2 separate regions of the Mus musculus genome follow, and region 1 is linked to region 2. A link is a contact called in public HiChIP or PLAC-seq data. All regions are on one chromosome and are shown on one strand. The core of a region is the stretch at or near the end of the contact, and the rest is flanking DNA. Distances in the headings are between cores, read along the strand shown.

What was found. HiChIP or PLAC-seq counts read pairs in DNA pulled down with a chosen protein or histone mark.
Region 1: an H3K27ac HiChIP or PLAC-seq map of embryonic stem cells shows a contact between it and region 2, with 4 times the contacts expected there. The contact joins two enhancer-like sites. A contact is called at or near these places in 1 of 15 datasets of contacts at CTCF or cohesin (pro-B cells), 1 of 484 Hi-C or Micro-C datasets (bone marrow-derived macrophages), 7 of 115 datasets of contacts at active chromatin or transcription factors (acute myeloid leukemia, double positive thymocytes and embryonic stem cells) and 1 of 9 other capture datasets (adipose tissue).

Annotation. Positions count from the first base shown.
Region 1 is chr3:36,093,058-36,096,911 of GRCm38.p6, reverse strand. No RefSeq gene overlaps it. Among named protein-coding and RNA genes, the nearest start is that of Acad9, 29 kb to the right of the region's middle. Within about 2 kb of position 1,316, at least 22 of the 459 cell types and tissues checked have an H3K27ac peak or open chromatin away from gene starts, as enhancers often do. A contact at or near this core is called in acute myeloid leukemia and embryonic stem cells, where this site is marked.
Region 2 is chr3:35,691,403-35,695,094 of GRCm38.p6, reverse strand. No RefSeq gene overlaps it. Among named protein-coding and RNA genes, the nearest start is that of Gm6639, 27 kb to the right of the region's middle. Within about 2 kb of position 1,919, at least 45 of the 459 cell types and tissues checked have an H3K27ac peak or open chromatin away from gene starts, as enhancers often do. A contact at or near this core is called in acute myeloid leukemia and embryonic stem cells, where this site is marked.

The DNA.
Region 1 (3,854 bases), core at 67-2,566, 400 kb before region 2:
CATTTGAATATATACAACTGCCTTATATAAAGTTACATTTGCAGTGGATAAAATTGGGATAGGATCTGGATTTAGAACAAAGACAGGATCTCAATTTCAAACAAATGTTAGTGCATGTGTTAAGGCTCCTAATCTTTTATTAACTGATCATGTTAAAATTACTTTTGTTTCTTCTACAGTATTTAATACAAGTTATGTTGATTGTACACTTTCTAATTGTGTTAGTGTATTGAGACCTGACATGTCTGTTATAGTGGTCTATCAGCCAGTTTACATTTTATTGACTGTATGACAGGACCTTAGTATTATGAAAAAAGATTACAGATACTGGAAGAAATGAATCAGGCTTTAATCAGAAGCAAGAGGATAGTAGACTTGATTATTGTTGGTATAGCAGCTTTGATTACATTAATAGCTAGCAACACTGCTTTTGCAATTGCTTTGACACAAGAAGTTAGGACAGCTACTTTTGTTAATCATTTAGCAAAAAAAATGTTCCTAGTGCTCTGAGTATTCAAGAGGATTTAGATAGGCATTTGGAACAATGGACTGATGCTCTTTATACTATTCAAATTATTAGAGCGGAGGTTCAAAGTTTCAGAAGAAGCCATCTCAAGTGTCATGCTAAATATTTGTGTTACTTCTAAAAGTATTTGTGTTACTTCTAAAAGTTACAATGACAGACACTATAATTGGGAGAAATTTTAAAGATATTGTAGGGTATTTGGCATAATACTAACACCTCTCTGGATATTTTAACTTTGCATAATGAGATTACGAACTTAAAGAATGCTGCTCCGATGAGTTTTATTGCTGCAGTTACTGCTAATAAAATTATTCATGACTTAAGGTCAGTATTTCCATCTTGGTCAAGCTTCAAGAATGGCATATATAGCTTGATCATGTTAGCCCTTCTTGTCCTGGAAAAGCTTTTATTCCTGCTATTGTAATAAAACTTGCCTTTAACAACATCAACATGTTGGTGGCCAAAATACTTGGTTTGAAACTAAAACTGGATCCCCAGACAGAGTCATTAATTTAACTGGCTGGCAGTCAAAGACAGGTAAGATTCTGCACAGAGCCTTACCAACCTAAGACAAAAATGCATTGCTTTTGATAATGAATAGAAACCATGACTAAGACAGGTATAAAAGCAGACCGGGAAAAAAATAAACGTGTTTCTGCCTCAGCACTGGCTGGAGTCATGTTATAGTGTTGCCTAATTGTCCTTTCTTTTTTCAATCCTCACTCCCTCCCTTGACACCCTGCTGACTGAGTGAGCTGACTTAGTTATCCACCCCAGTGAGACACTTCATACACTTCCTCCAACAGTGCCACTCCCTGATGACTAAGCATTCAGACACAAGTCTGTGGAGGGCATTCTTATTCAAACCACCACAGCTTTCACATATGTTGGGCTTCCAGGACCAGAACTCTAAAAAACATGGAGACTGAATAGACTAACATTTTCCATTCTCCCCTAACCATCCTGGAGCCAGAGGGAACTTCACCTTTCAATTCAGTGTAGCAGTGCCAGCAATTTATTTTATAAGTATTCTTTTTTTTTTTAACTTTTATTTTCTGAGACAGGTGGGTTGGTCTCAGACTCAGAAAACCACCTGCATCTGCATTCCAGGTGCTGGGATTAAAGGTGTGTGCCAACATACCTGGGGACCATAAATTATGTGTGTGGCTGTGCACATGGGTACAGACGCCTGTAAAGATCAGAGGTATTGTATTCCTTGGAGTGTCAGGTAGTTATTAGCTGCCTGATGTTGAGTGCTGGGAACTGAACTTGGGTCCTCTGCAAGCATATTATGTGCTCTAAGCCACTGAGCTATCTCTCCAGCTCCACTTCCTAATTATAACCCTCCACAGCTTCAAGGATCTATATTATCTGTGGGCCCTAAAGGTATTCCAATGTTTTCCTCCTAGTTACTTTACCTGCTTCAATTGCTTTTTTTTTTCAAAGTGGATCTCATATTTAATTATTATTCTTTCTCTTTTATTTTTAACTATGTGAATATGGGTTATGGGTACATGCATGAGGATATAGATAGGTGTCCAAGGAAGCTAGAGAATACTTTCTGGATGTGGAGTTAGTAGTGAGCCACTTGACAAACATGCTGAGAACTGAATTATGGTCCTCTCCGAAAGCAATACACACTCTTAACCACCGAGCTCTTTTCAGATCCTTAACCTTTATTCTGATCCACTCTGCTCCCCTTCCACTTCTAATCTTAGTAAAATCTGAGCACACACCACTCTATACTTGTTTATTCTCCCACAACTACTGAAATCGAAGGATTACTGGATAGTATGACAATTACATAGTAGTAACATCAAACTGCTGTGGTTGATTCTGCAGTTAAAACTACACAGAGCTTACACAGGGAGCTTATACCAGGCACTTTGAGCTCAGGTCTGAGGTATTATTTTCTAAACTACACAATACTACCACACTAAAGTCTCACTCAAACACGGCAAATACTTCAACTGAAAGGACACATCTAATAAAAAAAAAAAAAAAAAAACGCAAACCAATGAACATGTAGAAATCCCAAAGAATAATATAAGAAATGTGAGACCCAGGTTAATGACTCTGTGATAAGCACAGACAGCGCGAGTCCAGTGCATCTATATCCATAGCAAAAATGGTAAATGCTGAGACCTTCAGGCAGGATCAGGTATGGGGGAAGACAGGAGAGAAGCCCAGTGGGCCAGGAGAATGAATAGAAATATGCAGCAGTATGGGGTAGAGGGCAGGGTTGGGGGGGGGGGGACCTCTAGAAAGTCCCAGACACCAGGGATGTGAGAGGCTCACTGGATCCAATGACGATGACCTTAGCAGAAATGCCCAACAGTGGGGAGATGGAACCTAAAAAGACCACCTCCAGTAGATAGGCATGGCCCCCATTTGAGGCATGGTGCCATCCAACTATCTTCAAAGTTTTTGACCCAGAATTGCTCCTGTCTAATGGAAATGCAGAGACAAAAATGGAGCAGATACCGAAAGAAAGGTCATCCAGAGATGGGCCCAATTTGCAATCTATCCTATGTAAAGGCACCAAACACCAACACTATTACTGCTGTGTTTGCAGATAGGAGCCCAGCATGGCTGTCCTCTGAGAGGCTATACCAGCAGCTAACTGAGACAGATGAAGATACTTACAGCCAACCATTAAAAGATACTTACAGCCAACCAGGGACCCATATGGAAGAGTTAGAAGGACTGAAGGAGCTGAAGGGGACTGCAACCCCCCTAGGAAGAACAACAGTGTCAACTAACCCAGACCACTGGGAGCTCCCAGACTAAGCCACCAAGCAATGAGCATACATGGCTGATCTGTGGCTCCACTACATGTGTAGCAGAAGACTGCTTTCTCTGGCCTCTGTGGGAAAGGATGTGCTTAATCTTGTACAAACTTGATGCCCCAGGGAAGGTGGGAGTGAGCACCCTCTCAGAAGCAAAGGGGAAAGGGATGGGGTGAAGAACTCATGGAGGAGGGACCAGGAAAGGGGGGGGGGGGGAAGGCAACGTTTGAAATGTAAATAATTAATAAAAATTAATAATAATAAAAGAAATTGATGGCAGAGAAACTCAAGAGCCCATGAAATTAAAGAAGAGGCAGAGATAAAAGTAAAAACTGGGAAGCTATTCAATAAAATTATAGCAAAAATGTTTTCAAGTGTAGAAGAAACAAACACAAGAGGCATCTAGAACCCAAACCCACATGGCCAGAGAAGACCTGCCGTACTGTAGTCAAACAATCCAAAGGCAAAGTGAAGAATGGGACAGGGGTGTGGCTCTAGAGGGAAGCCTGAGAACCTGACCCCAGGGACCAGAGAGTGGA
Region 2 (3,692 bases), core at 670-3,169:
TAATCAGAAATCAGCCTATATGCCACCAGAGAGTGGGCTCAGCAGTAAACTGTATACTGTTGTTGTAGAGGGTAGGAATTCAGTTCCCAGCACCCACACCATCTGTAAGCCCCAGGAAGGTCTGATGCTACTACCCATCATGGGCACCACCACATCCTCCCCCACATACACATTATTAAAAAATAAATCTCAAAATTAAATATATCAGTCATTAATTTCAGTGTTTCAATTTTTTTTTAACTGTATGTCTTTGAGGCAACACATAATGGGATGAATTCAAATAATGTTTTGAGTCGGAAAAGCAGAATTTTATCACTGCCTTCTCATGCTTCCCTGCTGGGCTCAAGAACTAATTTGACACATGAAAAAAGTAAGAGGAGAACATAAGTATTTAATCTTAGTTTTGTGGACTGGGGAGCTCCGACTGAGAACTAAACATCAGGGAAGGGGTGACGTTCGAATGCTTTTATATTAAGTTGAACAGAGACACGAGTACAGAGAAGTAAATTCTGTAGGAGGCTAAAGGAAAATAGGAATTGTTTTAGCAGGGTTTGTTTGTACAGAATCCTGTTTGTTGTGCCTCCCCATTGAGAGGCATTCTTTTTTGCCTAGTCTTCAGTGTAGGTTTTTTTTTTTTTTTTATTCTCCTGTATGCAAGGAGAAGGGAATGAAGGGGATTCCTTTCCTTCAGCATCTGCTGCTTTTCAAATACCTTCCACTCCAAACAACACTCATGCCGAAGTGGCACATTCCAGGAATTTTATAAATGGACTGACAAAGGATCTAAAGGATTCTTTTGTTCCTTACTTTGGCTATCAAATTATGACAGAGTGACCACCCCTAAAATCGGGATGCTCTCGGGAATCTCATACTACCAGAAGAAAAAGTTTCAAGCCTGTAGCTAACCAGAGGGGCACTTGTCGCTAGAAACTGGTTTGCACCTTGTCCTTGCAGGAGACAATGATTTGCAGGTCAGTGATCTGCAGGACCCTACCTTGACCAGGGCTATTTATGCTTTCCCCAGGCCTTTTACTAAGTTAGCTCATGACATCCTCCTGAAGACAACCGGGGTGGGAGGTGCCAGTAGTGAGGGGTCAGAGACAAAGCTCTACACCGCCATCCTAGCCTGAGCAGCTAGCTACCCAAGATGTTTAAGGACCAAGATGTCAGGCGGAAATGGGACTTCAATAGCAAGAATTTCAGGACTGTTGGAGCAGAGATTTTGTTAATTGTTTTCATACAGGCTTACACAGAGGCCTGAAAGAAAGAGTGTTGCTCCGACGAAAGTAAGACACAGCCGGAAGTACAGGTGTAGACTATTCACAGGAATCACACTTCAAGAGTCTTAGCGATGACGTCACCGGAGGCGGGAAGACGAGGACACACGTCACCTTTAGCACCCTTGGGACTTTTATGAACCTTAACTCAGTCGCTGAAAGAACTTTAAGATTTGCCAATTTATGAAGCAGAGTTGGTGATTTCATCAAGGGTATCTCAATGGAAATGTAAGCTCAAGGGCGGAGAGACAGATGAGGGCTCAAAAGACAGTAAGCACATCTGGGAACAGTGGATTGATCGATCCAGCCGGTCTCCGATGACTCCCAGAGAGGTAAAGTGTGTCCTGTGTGTGAACTTGTAGGAAGAACATCTACTTACCATCGTATGCTTATACATGATCGGGCATGCACATGATTAATAGCAGATGTATCATGGGAAAAGACAGGCATAGTGAGCAAAGGCTTGCTTAACGTAAGCCTATCAATGAAAACAGGAAAGCAAGGGCTGGAGAGATGGCTCAGCAGTTAAGAGAACTTCCTGTTCTTCCAGAGAACGTGAGTTCAGTTTCTAGCATTCATGTCTGATACCTATAATTCTACCCAGCTCCAGGGACTATGGCACCCTCTTCTGGCCTCTGAGGGCACTGTACTCATGTGGATTCTTTTAAATCACGTGCTCTCGCTAGAGGTTCAGGCTGTGCTCTCCTCTGTTATGTGAAAGCTGTGCCCTGGGTGACTCCATTTTACAAAGCAGCAAATTCAGAGGCAACATGACTGTCCACGTAGATACCACCGGAAGCACAGACTGCCAGATAACTGATTCTTTTTTTTTTTAATTTTTTTATTAGGTATTTTCCTCATTCCAATGCTATCCCAAAAGTCCCCCATACCCTCCCCCCCACTCCCCTACCCACCCACTCCCCCTTTTTGGCCCTGGTGTTCCCCTGTACTGGGGCATATAAAGTTTGCAAGTCCAATGGGCCTCTCTTTGCAGTGATGGCTGACTAGGCCATCTTTTGATACATATGCAGCTAGAGTCAAGAGCTCCGGGTTACTGGTTAATTCATAATGTTGTTCCACCTATAGGGTTGCAGATCCCTTTAGCTCCTTGGGTATTTTCTCTAGCTCCTCCATTGGGGGCCCTGTGATCCATCCAATAGCTGACTGTGAGCATCCACTTATGTGTTTGCTAGGCCCCGCAGATAACTGATTCTTAAAAAAGGTACCAATTATAAACTTATCAAAGTAGATTTGAAACCACAACAGAAAAATCCAGACCCAAGAAACCCTCAAACACACAGGCCAAGGAAGGGTGAGATCTCCTTACCTAGACCCCACTAACAGACACTCAATACCATGATGATGACAGTCCCAGCAACGGTCATCCACTTGTCTGGTATGGGGGCAGAGACTTCTTGAGCTTCAGCCCAGCAAGCTCCTTACTTCTTGAAACATCCCTTATGAGTTGCCATCTGTTGGTCTGTCTGTCTATACCTATGGACCAGGTCTTCACCACTGTCGTCCTGCGTTTCTGCCCTACCTTGTGGTCCCATGATTCAGCTCAGTGCCACCGGCTTGCTCTCCAACTGGATTTTAAAACTACCTGCAGTACCTGCATCTGTACCAATTTTTTTGTAAAGCCCTCTTTGAACTATACCACTTCATTAACCCATTAGTAGCCATTCTGCAATTTACATGCATACAGACACACACATGCACATACACATGTATGCACACTTGTGAGTCTGAAGTACAATGTCAGATCTGAGAGTTGATGTTAGTGATTAAGACCGGAATAAAGTAATGTGTGTTGCCAATAGTCTGCTATCAAGGGAAACTGGGACACCCAGGTAAACCGTAGCCAGCAAAAGCAACATAGCTTGTGAATTTATCATTATTTAATAAAGTCTGACATCGTCAAGAGTCTCAATGTGCCCTTCTGTGTTTTGTGCACAGAACACATTTAAATTATTTTCCTCCTACAGTTAATGTGTCATGAATCCTTTATTTATTTATTTATTTATTTATTTATTTTGTCTTCAATATAAATTTATTTGGTTTAATACTGCTTGAGAGTGACTTAGGTTTGGGGAGTCCTCAGACTCTTCAATACTCCTCAGCCTTACTAGGTCTCCTTATGACCATGATAGGCAGAGGGGAATGTGAACATGATTTGGGGACATGTGAACAGAGATTTGGGTACTCTCCTTAAAATCATCATCTTGTAAAACTAAAGACAGAAGCCCAGGTAGAAGAGCTTTAAAGTAGGCTCTTCAAAGAGAAACACTACTTTCTATAATCAAACACTATATTAGTTTTTGTTTTTATTGATTGTGGCAGGGCCTGGTGGAACACACACACTTTTAGAGGCAGAGGCAAGCAGATCTTTGAGTTCAAGGCCAGTCAGATCTCTAC